3 separate regions of the Sus scrofa genome follow, and all the other regions are linked to region 1. The links are chromatin contacts, called in public HiChIP or PLAC-seq maps. All regions are on one chromosome and are shown on one strand. The core of a region is the stretch at or near the end of the contact, and the rest is flanking DNA. Distances in the headings are between cores, read along the strand shown. Region 1 holds the start of ID3 (inhibitor of DNA binding 3, HLH protein). Region 2 holds the start of PNRC2 (proline rich nuclear receptor coactivator 2). Region 3 holds the start of CNR2 (cannabinoid receptor 2).

The links. HiChIP or PLAC-seq counts read pairs in DNA pulled down with a chosen protein or histone mark.
Region 2: a contact with region 1 is called in an H3K27ac HiChIP or PLAC-seq map of alveolar macrophages. The contact joins the promoter of PNRC2 here to the promoter of ID3 in region 1. A contact is called at or near these places in 3 of 47 Hi-C or Micro-C datasets (heart right ventricle, liver and skeletal muscle) and 1 of 2 datasets of contacts at active chromatin or transcription factors (alveolar macrophages).
Region 3: an H3K27ac HiChIP or PLAC-seq map of skeletal muscle shows a contact between it and region 1, with 4 times the contacts expected there. The contact joins the promoter of CNR2 here to the promoter of ID3 in region 1. A contact is called at or near these places in 2 of 47 Hi-C or Micro-C datasets (epiblast stem cells and skeletal muscle) and 2 of 2 datasets of contacts at active chromatin or transcription factors (alveolar macrophages and skeletal muscle).

What each region holds. Positions count from the first base shown.
Region 1 is chr6:81,421,661-81,426,139 of Sscrofa11.1, forward strand. It overlaps ID3 (inhibitor of DNA binding 3, HLH protein), which reads right to left and starts at 2,509. Exons shown (of 4, transcript NM_001243602.1): 1 at 2,308-2,509; 2 at 2,117-2,305; 3 at 1,911-1,993; 4 at 881-1,363. The coding sequence starts at 2,415. The coding sequence ends at 1,934.
Region 2 is chr6:81,720,789-81,725,267 of Sscrofa11.1, forward strand. PNRC2 (proline rich nuclear receptor coactivator 2) reads left to right here and starts at 2,138. Exons shown (of 3, transcript NM_001244508.1): 1 at 2,138-2,290; 2 at 3,195-3,400; 3 at 3,689-4,479. The coding sequence starts at 3,707. The coding sequence ends at 4,126.
Region 3 is chr6:81,690,508-81,694,986 of Sscrofa11.1, forward strand. It overlaps CNR2 (cannabinoid receptor 2), which reads right to left and starts at 2,043. Exons shown (of 2, transcript XM_021095532.1): 1 at 1,890-2,043.

The DNA.
Region 1 (4,479 bases), core at 1,259-3,758:
GTGACCCTAAAAAAAAAAGAAGCCAAAAATCCCATCTCTGCCTCTCAGAGGGCTATGCAAATCTGGTTCAGACCCATTATCCACTGAGCCCCAATATCTCCATTTCTGAAACAGGGCTAAAGATGCTTAGAGTAGGTTCCTACTGGAGGTGTGATGGGAAGGAAGTACCAGATGTGAGGGCTGTTAAGGCCTCTTTCTTAGATTCCTAGTCTAGGGTTAGAGTCTCCATCTAACTGGTAGTAGAGGGATTGGTTCCCATATTTCCCAACCAAACTCCTTCTGATCAGAGTGACTGGGGATTTGAGGGAAGAGACCCCTCTCCTATTTTGTCCAACTTTGGAATCCCAAAAGGAGGCTAAACCAGAGAATATGAGGAGGAAAATGAAACCAGCCCCAATGATCTGTTTACTCATCTCTGAAACGGGTCTATCAACCACCACCCCTGTCTGTGTACCAGGTGAGGCTCCTCTTCCACATCCTCTGCTAGAAAGACATTATGAATAATTAATGCCATTGAGGATAGCCACCTGCTAGTTAGCAAAACAACTATCAAGGGACCTTAAGAGCTGAGACCCTGAGCCCCTAACTTGCTGGTGAGCTCGCGCCAGTCACCTACTCTCTCCAGTCTTCCCTCATCTGTAAAAGGAGGGGACAGGGCAAGTGTCTCCTCTGCACCCAGTGGATGTGGGGCTCCATTATGAGCCCTCTTTACTCCCCCCTCTTACCCACCAGTCTTAGCTGGGTATTCCCTCATCTCCCTTTTAAGGGAATAGGCAAGTTTACTTTTCCCAAGCTCCAAGAAAGACATTAATTTATTTCTCCCTAAATTCACCCTTGTGAGAAAGTGTTAGCACTTAATGAATCAAATTATAGACACAAGTGTTTAAAAACCGTTTATTATGCAAAATGTTAACTTTTATAAAAAGTTTAATATACATCGCATGGTTACAGAAAGTCACCTTCCTGCAAAAAAGGTACAAAAGCTAAATACTCTATTATAGAGTTCATAATCAGGGCAACAGAGCCTTTCTCCGAGACCAGAAGACCAGCTCTACCGCTGCCTTGGCAGAGTTTGGAGTGTAGCCACCACCCCCCTACACCTCCACACACTGAAAGACAGTCTTTAAAACTTGGGGGTGGGGTGGAGGCTGCGGGAGGCCGCCCAGCTGGTGCCAGAGCTAGCTCTGGCTTTTTAGGCCACCCAAGTTCACAGTCCTTCGCTCCCGGGCGCAGGTCCAGCCTCGAGGCAGGGATTTGGGGAAGTCAAGTGGGCACGACAAAGTTGGGGCCCATCCATGCCCTAGGACTTCCGGCCGTAGAGGGTCCCAGGGTCCCAGGCGGAACCAGCGCCAGCACCTGCGTTCTGGGCGGGGGAGGAAAGAAGACCAGGGAGCCGTCAGTTTCCGCCGAGCGCGCCGAGGCGGGGGCCGTCCGCAGACTGGCCGGCGCCAGGGAGGAAACTTGGTCTCTACCTCCAGCTGATAACTCCGCGCCCCACGCTCCCCCCCGACCCAGTTGGCGCCAAAGGACCACAGGCGAGCTTGCACCACCCCTCCCTTTTGGAATTGGCACTAATTAGGAGGGGGCTGAAGAAAACATCGCTCCTTTTACCACTCCAAGCTACAAACAGACTAGCTATTTTATTTAGTCGGCACTGCGCCTATTTTCGCGCGTCTTTGGCCATGGGTAAGGCCAGGGACAACGTGCGTTTCAGGTTGAAACGGACACTGGATGGGAACTGGTTCCGTCATTCATTTGATGGGACCACGGGCAAGTCGCTTGCACCGCTCTGGCCTCGATTTCCCTAAACCGAGTGGTTAGTAATCCCGCAAAAGGCCTACTAACTCCAGGATTTGCCGTTTAAGCACGAGCCGCTTCCCCCGCCCCAGGGAGAAGGCGTGGACACTCACCTGGAAGCACCAGGACCGCCAGGTCAGTGGCAGAAGGTCGTTTGGTCATTGGAGATCACAAGTTCCGGAGCGAGCTCGGCTGTCTGACAAGAGGAAAAGAGGAGAGAGTTAAGGCATGGCACTTGGAAGTTCTCGGGGTCCCGCCGTATCCCTGCCCTGGAGCTCAGCTGAGCCCCGCCCCGGCTCCCGAGCACGCCCACGCGCACCTGGATGGGAAGATGCGGGCCGTCTGGGGGTCCGGGAGCGGGCTCGGCCAGGACCACCTGCAGGTCGAGGATGTAGTCGATGACGCGCTGCAGGATTTCCACCTGGCTAAGCTGAGTGCCTCGCGGGACTCCGGGTACCAGTTCCCGGAGACGCGAGTAGCAGTGGTTCATGTCATCAAGCAGGCTCAGGGCTCCTCAGCTGCTGGACCCTTGCCGCGGCCCCGCGCGATGGCCAGGCTGCGTTCCGATAGGCAGCACACCGCCTCGTAGCAGCCGCGGACAGGGCTCAGCGCCTTCATACTGAGGAATGAGACTGGAAGTACAGAAAAGAAGAAAAAACCCAAAGAACCCCTTAAACAGCTTGCAATGCGCGTACACGCGCCGATGTCTGCATTTATAGAGCCCGCCTGGGAGACACGCCCCTTTATGCAAAACAGCCTGCTTCGGCCCCGCCTCTGCCAACCCTGGGCGTTCACAACCCGGTTAAATTGCAAACAGGCTTCCTCTGGCAGATCTGACGCCGAATACCGCGGAGCAGCGGGTTCAAAGAATGAGGAAGCGCTGATACTGAAGAGAGGCGGGCCTCTTTGCCAGCAAGGGTTTTAAAAATCGCTTAAAACCATTAACTTCAAGAATTTGCCTTTTCCTGGCAGCGCCCCAGATCTTAGAGCTCCCCTGCCAGTCCACCCACAGCCCCACACTGGTTCGAACCCACAGTCCTCCGAGGTCATAAATCCGAACAGCAAAGAAGATTTTTTTTTTTTTAAGCAAAAGATTTTTCAAGGGAAACTTGTAAGGAATTAGTGCCGCCTTGTTCCCCAATTTGCTGTTCGTCTGACCTCCAGACTCACTGGCGTCAGGAATTATCTTGTGACCAGAGGGGGAAAAAATTAATTGCGGTGAAGCTGAGGTTACAATGAAGAAAACAGATTTGAGCTAGGCGCTGAGATTGCAGAAAGAGGGGGGGAAGGGGGTTTGAGCAAAGAACACTATTTATTCGAGCAAGGGAGGAAGAGAAAAAAAAGAAGAAGAAAGCAGCCTGAATTCGTGATTTTTCCGTGGGGAAGGAAAGGGCTCCCACTCTCTGGCCCTATGCACTCCATAAGGAGCCAGATACATGCCAGTTATGTTTTGGAAGTGAGTTTGATTAGAATTTTGGACAGAGTTTTGAATATGGGGTGACAGAGGAATGACTTCTAGATAACCTTTTTAGGAGCTCCCACTGGGTCAGTGAATCTCTTTTAACCCTCTCCTTTCTCCCTATTCTCCACATCTCTATGCAGAAAACAATAGTTTAGTAATTTCATCACCCGACTGCTTTTCTGCTATGGAAGGGCAGGCCACCTGGACTTGATTATTCTTAGTCTTGCTGAAATGGCTCCAGCTCTATCAGAAAGCCCAGGAAAGGACCAGCAGACAGGCAAGTAAGCCTCCTATTGCAACAGGACATTGTATTAGGTTTTCTTTTTTTGTCTTCTTGTTATGTCTCTGGACTTTTGGGGAATCTGAAGCATGGAAATACTGGTTTCCATCTCGGAACTGACCAAGTGGGATGCCCCCAATGGTTGCTTCCTTAATCAATTAGTTGGTAAATATTTATGGAGTCACTCCACATAAAACAGTGGCTCCTGCTCTCAAGAATCTCACAATTTGGGGAGACAAGATTAACACAGGAAACCATTAAGAGTTCTTATAGTATGTGGCACTGATTAACAGGACAATGGGAGCTCAGAGTGAGGAGAGTCTCAAAATAACCATAGTAAAAAGGACACTAGATGGGGAATTAGGAGTCCTAGATTCAACATCCTAGCTTGCCACTCATTTGTGATGTGATCTTGAACAAGCCCAGGTACTCTGGGTTTTGTTTAGTTGCCTTGTGAATAAAATGGGGAGATGATGCGAAGTGATTATTTAAAAAGCTTTCCAACTCATAAAGGGAGGTCTAACCCTTTCTGAAATTTGGACAGGCAGGTATGGGATGGTGAAGTTCAGAAAGGAGCTATAAAATATTTCCAAGTTCACACCACCACACCACCAGTAATGGCAGAGCCAGACTTGAAGTCTTGTTCTTTGCCATCATACCACAGGGCTCTGTGCCCCCAAAAAGAGGTCTTTGAAAAGATTTCTTCCTGAAATATGAATGTTTTCAAGGACCTCTTTAATATAAGAAAGAGGGTGAAAATGTCCTGTGAATGGACAAATCAGCCTATATATGCTACAGACATCAAGTGAAGAGTGTGCCAGCTATATTTGGTCATGGGGGAAGGGGAAATGGTGCCTATGAAGACTCCTGAATGACCAAGTAGAAAACCCTTTCCTTTTCTCATGCAGATTTCTGTGGTTTGTGTAAAACAGTCAAGCCC
Region 2 (4,479 bases), core at 888-3,387, 300 kb after region 1:
AATCTGGCCAGATGTCTAAAGCAGCTTCTTCAATTTTTAGGAAATAGATTATACTTTTAGTAATTTAGCAGTTGTTTACTGTATACATCTAATTTGACTATAATAATTACCATCACAAAGTCCCACGCTCAAAAATATTTCTTCTCTTCTACACGTTTCACCAAATTAATTTGATTAACAAACTCCTCTTTTAAAATGCAGTTGCTTAAGTGGTTTTCTTAAGAAGTCTTAAGGTTGCAGGCTTGGCTTGGATCCTGCGTTTGCTGTAGCTGTGGTGTAGACCGCAGCTCTGATTCGCATCCCTAGCCTAGGAACTTTCATATGCTGCAGATGCAGCCCTAAATTAAACAAACAAAAACAAAAACCAAGAAATCTTATTAAAGTCCATGGCTAGAGAACCTGGGGGTGGGAGATGATGGTAGCAGAAAAACTGAAGCTAATAAGACTAATTATGTGGGACTTATTAAAAGCATATATAAATCCTGTGACAAAAATGCTCATATGGGAGTTCTCTTGTGGTGCAGCATATTAAAAATTCTGCCTTGGAGTTCCTGTCATGGCTCAGCAGAAACGAATCTGACTAGTATCCATGAGGACACAGGTCTGACCCTGGCCTCACTCAGTGGGTTAAGGTGAGCTGTGGTGTAGCCCCAGGGATCTGGCACTGCTGTGGCTGTGGTGTAGGCCGGCAGCTACAGCTCTGATTTGACCCCTTGCCTGGGGACCTCCATTAGCCTAAGGTGCGGCAGGAAAAAGACAAGACTAAAAAACAAACAAAAAATCCTGCCTTGTCACTGCAGCAGCTAGGGTCACTGCTATGGAGCAGGTTTGATCCTTGGCCAGGGGAACTTCCACATACTAGAGGGCAAGGCCAACAGAAAAAGCCCAGGGAGTTCCTGCTATGGCCCAAGGGGATGGGCAGGCTGTCTCTGCATTGCCAGGATGCAGGTTGGATCCCCAGCTGGATACAGTGGGTTAATGGATCTGGTTAAAGGCTTGGATCTGACCCCATGAGGTGGCAAAACCAACCAACAAACCAAAAAACTCCTATGTTCATAGAAACTGTTGTTCTCTTTTAAAATACGAGCCTTGGGTTGCTTATCCATTTATTCCCAAGAAGTTGTCCTTTTCCTCTTTGCTGCACCTCACTGGCAAACGAACTTAACTCTTTTCTCCTCCCTTTATTTACACACTGCAGAAAGGGTTATAAGTAAGGGAACTCTCCTCTCAACAAACTCTTCTTGGGGCACTTACAACGTACTCTGTGTTCAGAGAAACGAAACCCTGCTTTGCCCCCTGCCCAACCCCACCCGGAGGATGTGTGCGCGGGAACTCGCGGACAAGTAGCTACCACATAGTGTGATTGAAGTTCAAGACCAGTCAGACACAAAGGAGGAACTGATTAACTTGACCCGCACGTGCGTCGGAAACGCCTTCACAGAAGAGGTAGCTTCTTAGAATTTCGAGGCTGGGGGCCAGGGGGGCGGGAAGGAACCGCAAGCTGGGGCGCTGGCGTGACCGAGAAACAGAGAGGGAGGAGTGTCTGGACTAAGTGGCCAGGGGCCAGCCTCGGAAAGCAACTTTGATCAGTATCTTCCATGTGTAAGAGATCGGTTACTCGGCTCAGTGAACTTAACTCGGGAACTCAACGCCCCCTCCAGTGACTCCCCATGGCCCGGAACCCACTTGGTTCCGAGTGCCACGGGACCCACTGGCCGGACAGCGCGGGAGGAAGCCGCTGTTCCAGTGGGCGGCCGACGCCCTTCTCCCCGGAGCCGCTTGCGCGCGGCTCTCGGACCCTGGAATCGGCGCGAGGGGCTGGTGCTGGCCGCGACTTGGGGTGTCGGACGGGGCCTGGTGGGCTTCTCCCGGAAGGGGCTGGTGTCACTCGGGGGCCCGAGAAAGGGCGGCAGCCGGGGCCCGCAGCGGTCTTTCCCGACATGCTCTTCTCGAGGAGTATTTGAAACCCTCGGCCACAGCCACCTCCCCTCCCTCGGCCCCGTCGGGCCCCAGCAACAGGCGGCGGCCCGCGTGTCATTGGCCGGGCCGCGCGAAAGCGTGTTTTGATTGGCCGCCGCGCTTCCCGGCCCAGCTTCTGCGCTCACTGTCGCCTCCATTTTGTCGGTAGAGGCAGAAGGAGGAGGTCGGCCGGGACGTTAAGGTGGCCTGCAGCAGGCTCGTCGGTGCCCGTTGGCTTCGCTCGTTCCGTGCCTCGTCTCTCCCTGGAAGGGGAGGGGGGCTTCGACGCCGAGCAGGATCCGCCGCTGTCGTAGTCCCGAGCTTGAAGTCGGTGAGTGGCGGGCGCGGCCATGTTGGCGGCCGCGCTCCCCATTGTTGGGGGTAGGAAGTCAGATCCAGTGCCCGGCGGGCGCAGGCGGCGGGGAAGACCGGGTTCCCCGGCCGGGCCCGAGCAACGCGGAGCGGCTCGGAAACCCAGCCACATCGGAAGAGCCGAACTTTCCAGGCTCTTGTTGGGAATGACTCACGATCCGGGAATTCGTAGTTTCTTTAGGGCTGTTAAAATAGTCTGGAAGGGCCTCTCGCTCTTTCAAAAAAAAGAGGGCTTATTATTTATATGGTGACTTGGTTTCTTGGAATAGCAAACGAAATCTTGAATGTTTAATGTTCCTGATAGGCATTTTCATACATATTAGATGGGACAGTGACTTCAGTTATGGCTTGTGGAACTTCTTTTAAAATGGGGAGGAGTCAAGAGTTCAAAACTAAAGGAAACGCTGCATCACGTAAACCTGTTTGGAGAGGAGGCTTTGTGGAAACGGATGTGTAATGTGTGCAAAGATTGGAAAGTAATGGTGAGACTTTAAAAACATAGCTTCTTTAGGAAACACAGTTTAAGCCCATTTCTTGGCATGGCTGTGAAAGTTAATGCTTCTGTGGTTTGACTGGTTTTGGTCACAGAATCCGTGTGAGAATCTGAAAAGTTCCTAGAAAAAAGATACAACTTATTGAGAGGTCTGGCGGACACCCTTCCCCAATTCCTTATGAGTTCCTGGATCTCAAGGCTTAGAAGAGTTCTTAGATGATGACAGTTCTAAGGTCAAAGCCATCTTTAGAGACATTATTTTCTGCCTTTTAATTAGGAAGTAGCCATTTAACTATTTCTGTAGCAAATAATAAATGATCGCTTTCTCCTGTTTAACACGTGAAATAATTTAGAAATCTTTGCTTTTTAGCTAGGACTTCTCTCAAGGTTGTGTGCTGAGGAGACTCAGATGTTGGCCTCAGTTCCTAGGCTGAACTCAGCAGATCGGCCCATGAAAACTTCTGTATTGAGACAAAGGAAAGGATCTGTCAGAAAGCAACATCTCTTATCCTGGGCTTGGCGGCAAGGAAGAGGACAGGTGGTGGAAATCCTGCAATCTGAAAAGCAGACTGAAAGGTATCCAAGACTTCATGTTGAAATGGGGCAGACATTTTTATGGACTCATCCTAAACTGTTTAAGTAGAGGATCATACCAATTTGTAAGTTCATTTTTCTCAAGAAGTAACAAAGGCTGTGCATATGAAGTGTGGGCATTGTAATTAAGTAAAAAGCAGCTGAATAGCACATCTTTGAGTCTTCACCAAGGTTTCTGGGGTTACAAGTTGTGACTACTGAAGTTTTTTTAAAGTTTTAAACTATCTTAAGTGGAATTTTACTTAGCATTTTGTTTCCATTTGCTTACAGGTGACAAAGAAGCTGAAGATGGGTGGTGGAGAGAGGTATAACATTCCAGCCCCTCAATCTAGAAATGTTAGTAAGAACCAACAACAGCTTAATAGACAGAAGACCAAGGATCAGAATTCCCAGATGAAGATTGTTCATAAGAAAAAGGAAAGAGGACATACTTACAATTCATCAGCAGCTGCATGGCAAGCCATGCAAAATGGGGGGAAGAACAAAAATTTTCCAAATAATCAAAATTGGAACTCTAGCTTATCAAGTCCCACCTTACTTTTTAAGTCTCAAACTAATCAGAACTATGCTGGAGCCAAATTTAGTGAGCCACCGTCACCAAGTGTTCTTCCTAAACCACCAAGCCACTGGGTTCCTGTTTCCTTCAATCCTTCCGATAAAGAAATAATGACATTTCAACTAAAAACCTTACTTAAAGTACAGGTATGAGATAAAGTACTAATGTTCAAAGCTAGTCAATATTTAGGGATAATTGGCAATTGTTTCAGACTAAATACACAAGGGAATTAATCTGTAAAATAGCTTGCGTAGAAAATATAATTAGACTTCATCTTTTATGTGTTATGTGCATTGATGTAATGATAGAATCAGTGCAACTTAACTAAGATTTGTACTTGATTATCAATACTAAATTAAGTGTTTTCAATGGATTAACCATTTAAATGAAACCAAGTGCAGATTTGGGGAGTGATAAAGGAATCAACCTTTTCTATTGCTTGTTGGGAAAATTAAGATTATCATTCATGGATCAGTAGGTTTACTTGTTGAAAGCTGGTGAATCT
Region 3 (4,479 bases), core at 793-3,292, 270 kb after region 1:
GCATATGGAGATTCTCAGGCTAGGGGTCTAATTGGAGCTGTTGCTGCAGGCCTACACCAGGGCCACAGCAATGCCAGATCCGAGCTGCATCTGTGACCCACACCACAGCTCACGGCAACACCGGATCCTTAATCCACTGAGTGAGGCCAGGGATCGAACCCGCAACCTCATGGTTCCTAGTTGGATTTGCTTCCACTATGCCATGATGGGAACTCCAGATTCAACTTCTGACCAGCCCAGTAGGATGAGGGCTCAGAGTCCTATTGAACATTCTTTAATAAAAATGAACAAAAGAATGTCTTGTACACATCCGAGAGCATGGGGTAAAATGAGAAGATGCAGTGAGATGAGGAGGGAAGAGAAGAGACTGGTGCTGGAGGGCTCTGCTCAGCTGAGCTGGGCTGCCATTTCCCCACCCTAAACTGGCGTTAACCAACCAAAAGGTAAAGGACCTGCTTCACTGGCTGAGGCCCATGCCATCTCCCGGGGCCTCCCCCAATTCCTCCCTAGCCCCTCCTCCAACTCAATCCTGGTCTTCATGCCTGGAAGATGTCTGCATGCCACCCATACTAGGGCAAAACAGCCTGTGGCCTTATCTATCCTCATCTCCAATCCAGAGCAAAGGCAGGTGGGGTGAAGAACAGAATCTCCTCTGCAGCCACTCCCAATGCAGGTACCCCCATCCCGGAGCCAGCGTCATCCAGTCAACCCTCCATGAGCCTGAGTGATGGTCTCGGGCCCAGGTTTTCTTGGAAGAGAAGTGGCGTGATTTGTCTAAGGCCCTAGGGTTACTAGAGGCAGCCCTGGGGTTCACACCCAGACACTGGCCCCAGTGCACATGTGTCAGCACTACTGTTCCCTGAGTGGAACCTCCAGGGAAGTGGACCCTGGTCTTCTGAGTCTAGCGTGGACTAGACCACATTACACTACCGAGATGCCCCAACTGGGCAATCCGTGTCTCTCTGTGCCTCAGTTTCCCCATCTGTAAAATGAAGGCCAGGACTCACCAGGTGATCTCTTCGAGCCCTAGTCTTTTGGGGTTCTTTCCTGGCCACCACCTGCTATTCAAGCCTGTACCTTGTAAGGCAGGATAGCCTTGTGGTCAAAGAGTAAGTAAGCTGTGGAGCCAGATGCCGAAGTGCAAGCCCAGCACCCTCACTTCATGCCCTTGTAACATCAGGTAAGTAGCTGAGGCCCCGTCTGCCGAGCGGGGAATGATAATAGCACCTACTGTAGACAGTTGTGAGGATTAAATAAATTTAATCATGAAAGGCCCTTAGAGTAGCACCTGGCACATGTGAGGCTGTCTGCGGGCTGTGAGCATCACCTTCTATCCTAACTTTGATAGACATGAAAGCCGAGGGCTGATTCTTGACCTGTCTGAAGGTAGGGATTGGACCAGCCCTGTGCCTTCCAGTGCTGGCCCTCAAAAACCTCAGGAGGCCTCACGGGACATCCATCTCCTGGCCCCTGGCAGGCCCACCCAGCTTCTCCCAACCCTGGAGGGAAGGGGTAAGTTAAGAACACAGGTTTTCTGCAATGAGGAAGGATCCCCAAATAAAACAGCAAGAGGGAGTTCCCGTCGTGGCGCAGTGGTTAACGAATCCGACTAGGAACCATGAGGTTGCGGGTTCGGTCCCTGCCCTTGCTCAGTGGGTTAACGATCTGGCGTTGCCGTGAGCTGTGGTGTAGGTTGCAGATGCAACTCAGATCCCAAGTTGCTGTGGCTGTGGCGTAGGCCAGTGGCTACAGCTCTAATTCGACCCCTAGCCTGGGAACCTCCATATGCCGCAGGAGCGGCCCAAGAAATAGCAACAACAACAACAAAAAGACAAAAAAAAAAAAAAAAAAATAAAAAAAAAAATAAAACAGCAAGAAAAACTACTCACCGTTGTTTGTGGCTGAGCTCCCTGACCCTGCTGGGTGTTGAGGAGTCCTGGCAGTTGTGTGGCTAAAGCCTGGCCCTAGGGCCCAGCCAGAGCTCCTGTTGGACTGCTGCCCCCAAACCAGCTGTCTCTTGCTTTTGCTTTCTCACAGATGAGTGAGTGTGGCCTTCCGTCCCTGTCACAACTTCCCCTCTGGGTCCCCAGTGCCACAACGTTCTTGCCCTTGGAGTTGAACTGTTTTTCATGGGGATCTCTGACCAGGGTATTGTCCTTGGAGCTGCGGGATTTGGGTTCTAATCCAGCCAGTTCTTATGACCTTAAGCAATTCACTTAACCTCCCTAAACCTTAATTTCTTCATCTGTAAAATGGGGATAAGGCACTAGCCTGGTACAGATCACCTAGAATGACATTCCATACGAATGCCTCTACCCCTCCAGATCAGAGCTTTGAACCAGATGCATTCAGGCACCAGGCAGATAACATAAATGGGTGAAGAGTGCCGGTGTGGGGCACCAGGGAGTGGTGCAGGCTGTGGGGAATGGGGAACACCCCTCTCAGCTCCAGGGAAGCCTAGCCCCTGGGGAGTGCAGGCCCAATTGCCAATGGTCAAAGCATTTGAAAGATGGGCCACATTTTCCGAGACTAGAAATCCTGACTTTTATGTAGTGGCTTCCAGTCTTAGAAGGTTGCCCACAAAGTCAAATCTTTAAAAATACTGTGTAGGGGAGTTCCCCTGGTGGCTCCGTGGGTTAAGAACCCGACTCGTATCCATGAGGATGTGGGTTTGATCCTTGGCCTCGCTCAGTGGGTTAATGATCTGGCATTGCATGAGTTATGGTGTAGGTCGCAGGTGCCGCTTGGATCTGGCGTTGCTGTGGCTGTGGTGTAGGCCAGCAGCTATAGCTCTGATTTGACCCCTAACGTGGGAACTTCCATATGCTGCAGATATGGCCCTAAAAAGACAAAAAAAAAAAAAAAAGAAAGAAAGAAAAGGACTGGGAATCTGGGAATCTGGGTTCCAGGGTGGTTCTGCCACTGCCTGGCTATGTGATAAGTTACTTCCTTTGGCCTCGATTTCCCTACTCCTAAAATGATAGGTGCTTCTGCAACGTCCAATGGATCTGAATCACCTGAAGGGCTTGTGAGAACAGATTGCTGGCCCACACCACCCCAAGTTTCTGACCAAAGTATTGTGGGGCGAGACCCGGGAATCTGAATTCTTAACAAGTTCCCAGGTGATTCTGTTGGTCCTTGGACACATATTCGGCAGCACTAGACAAGATGATGGTTAAGGGCCCTTTTTGCTCAGTTGGTCCAGAATCTCCAAGTCTCCTGGGTACCCTGGGTAGGGCTGATGGGACCCACACAGGAAGTCTGTTCTCCTTTTCCCCACGGGAGCTTAGTTGCACCTGCATGGGATGGTCAGGCGTCAGTTTTCTCAGTTCCTAGCGGACAGTCGGCTTCCCCAGTCCTTGTTCTGTGAGATGCTGCCATCTACTGGATGCATCTGCCCATGGTTGGGCCCAGAGCACCACCACACTTGGGGCCTGATTGAAGAATGAAACTTCCTGGGCGGTATCTCTCCCGTCAAGCCTCAAGGAGGCAGCTTCAGTAACATCTAGGCCCTCTGAACTGTTCAGATGACTCAGTTTCCAACATAGATGCTGGCGCCTGAATTAATTTGGGACAATGAGAACAAAATGCTCTGGCAAGCAATGTGAGATATTCTCATCAAACTGTTGCTATTTTCTGCTTTTAAAAACCTGACATACCATTATCTTAATTTACTAAATGCAGATATTGGTGGTGATATTTAAGTGGACATGTATTTGTGTATATTTACAAATTTTTACTCCAAGCATCCTTTTAGATGGCTGCATAAGGCAGGCTTAAAACATGGTGATTCACTTAACAAATTGGGCAAAAAGGAAAAGGAAACTGACAGTGATGTTGGTAAGCATTCAATGAGACAGAGAGTCTTGTGTACTTAGTGGGAGCAGAAGCCGAAAGTAAGGGGCCACAAGGTTCTCCAGCATGGTGCAGTGGTTTGGGCATAGTCTCTGGAATTGAGCTAGGCCTAGGTTTAAATTCTTGTTTGGGGAGGATCTCCAGTGTCTGGTCACTTTCTTTTTCTGACCTCAAATTTTTTTTTCTTTCTTTTTTGGCTGTGCCCGTCGCCTGTGGAAGTTCACGGGCCAGGGATCAAACTCGAGCCATGGCAGTGACCCGAGTTATAGCAGTGAAAACAGCAGATCCTTAACCCACTGAGCCACCAGGGAACTCCTCTGATAGCAATTTCTTCAACTAGGAATGAGGAACTTGGTCCCAGTCAATGTTTCTCAAATGCTAAGTTCATCAGAATCTCTAGGAAAGCTTATTAAGGTACAGAGATGTTGACTCAGTGGGCCTGAGCTGGGCCTGAGAGTCCGCATTTCCAACCGGCTCCCTTGTCACCTAGGCGACTAAGTGACCCTGGTCATGCACCTCCTCTGAGCCTTAGCTTCCTTACCTGAGGATCTTCAAAGGGTGAATGTAGGTATCAAGTGAGATAACGTGTATAAAGCTATTGTTGCTCTCCTGAGTCTTAAACAT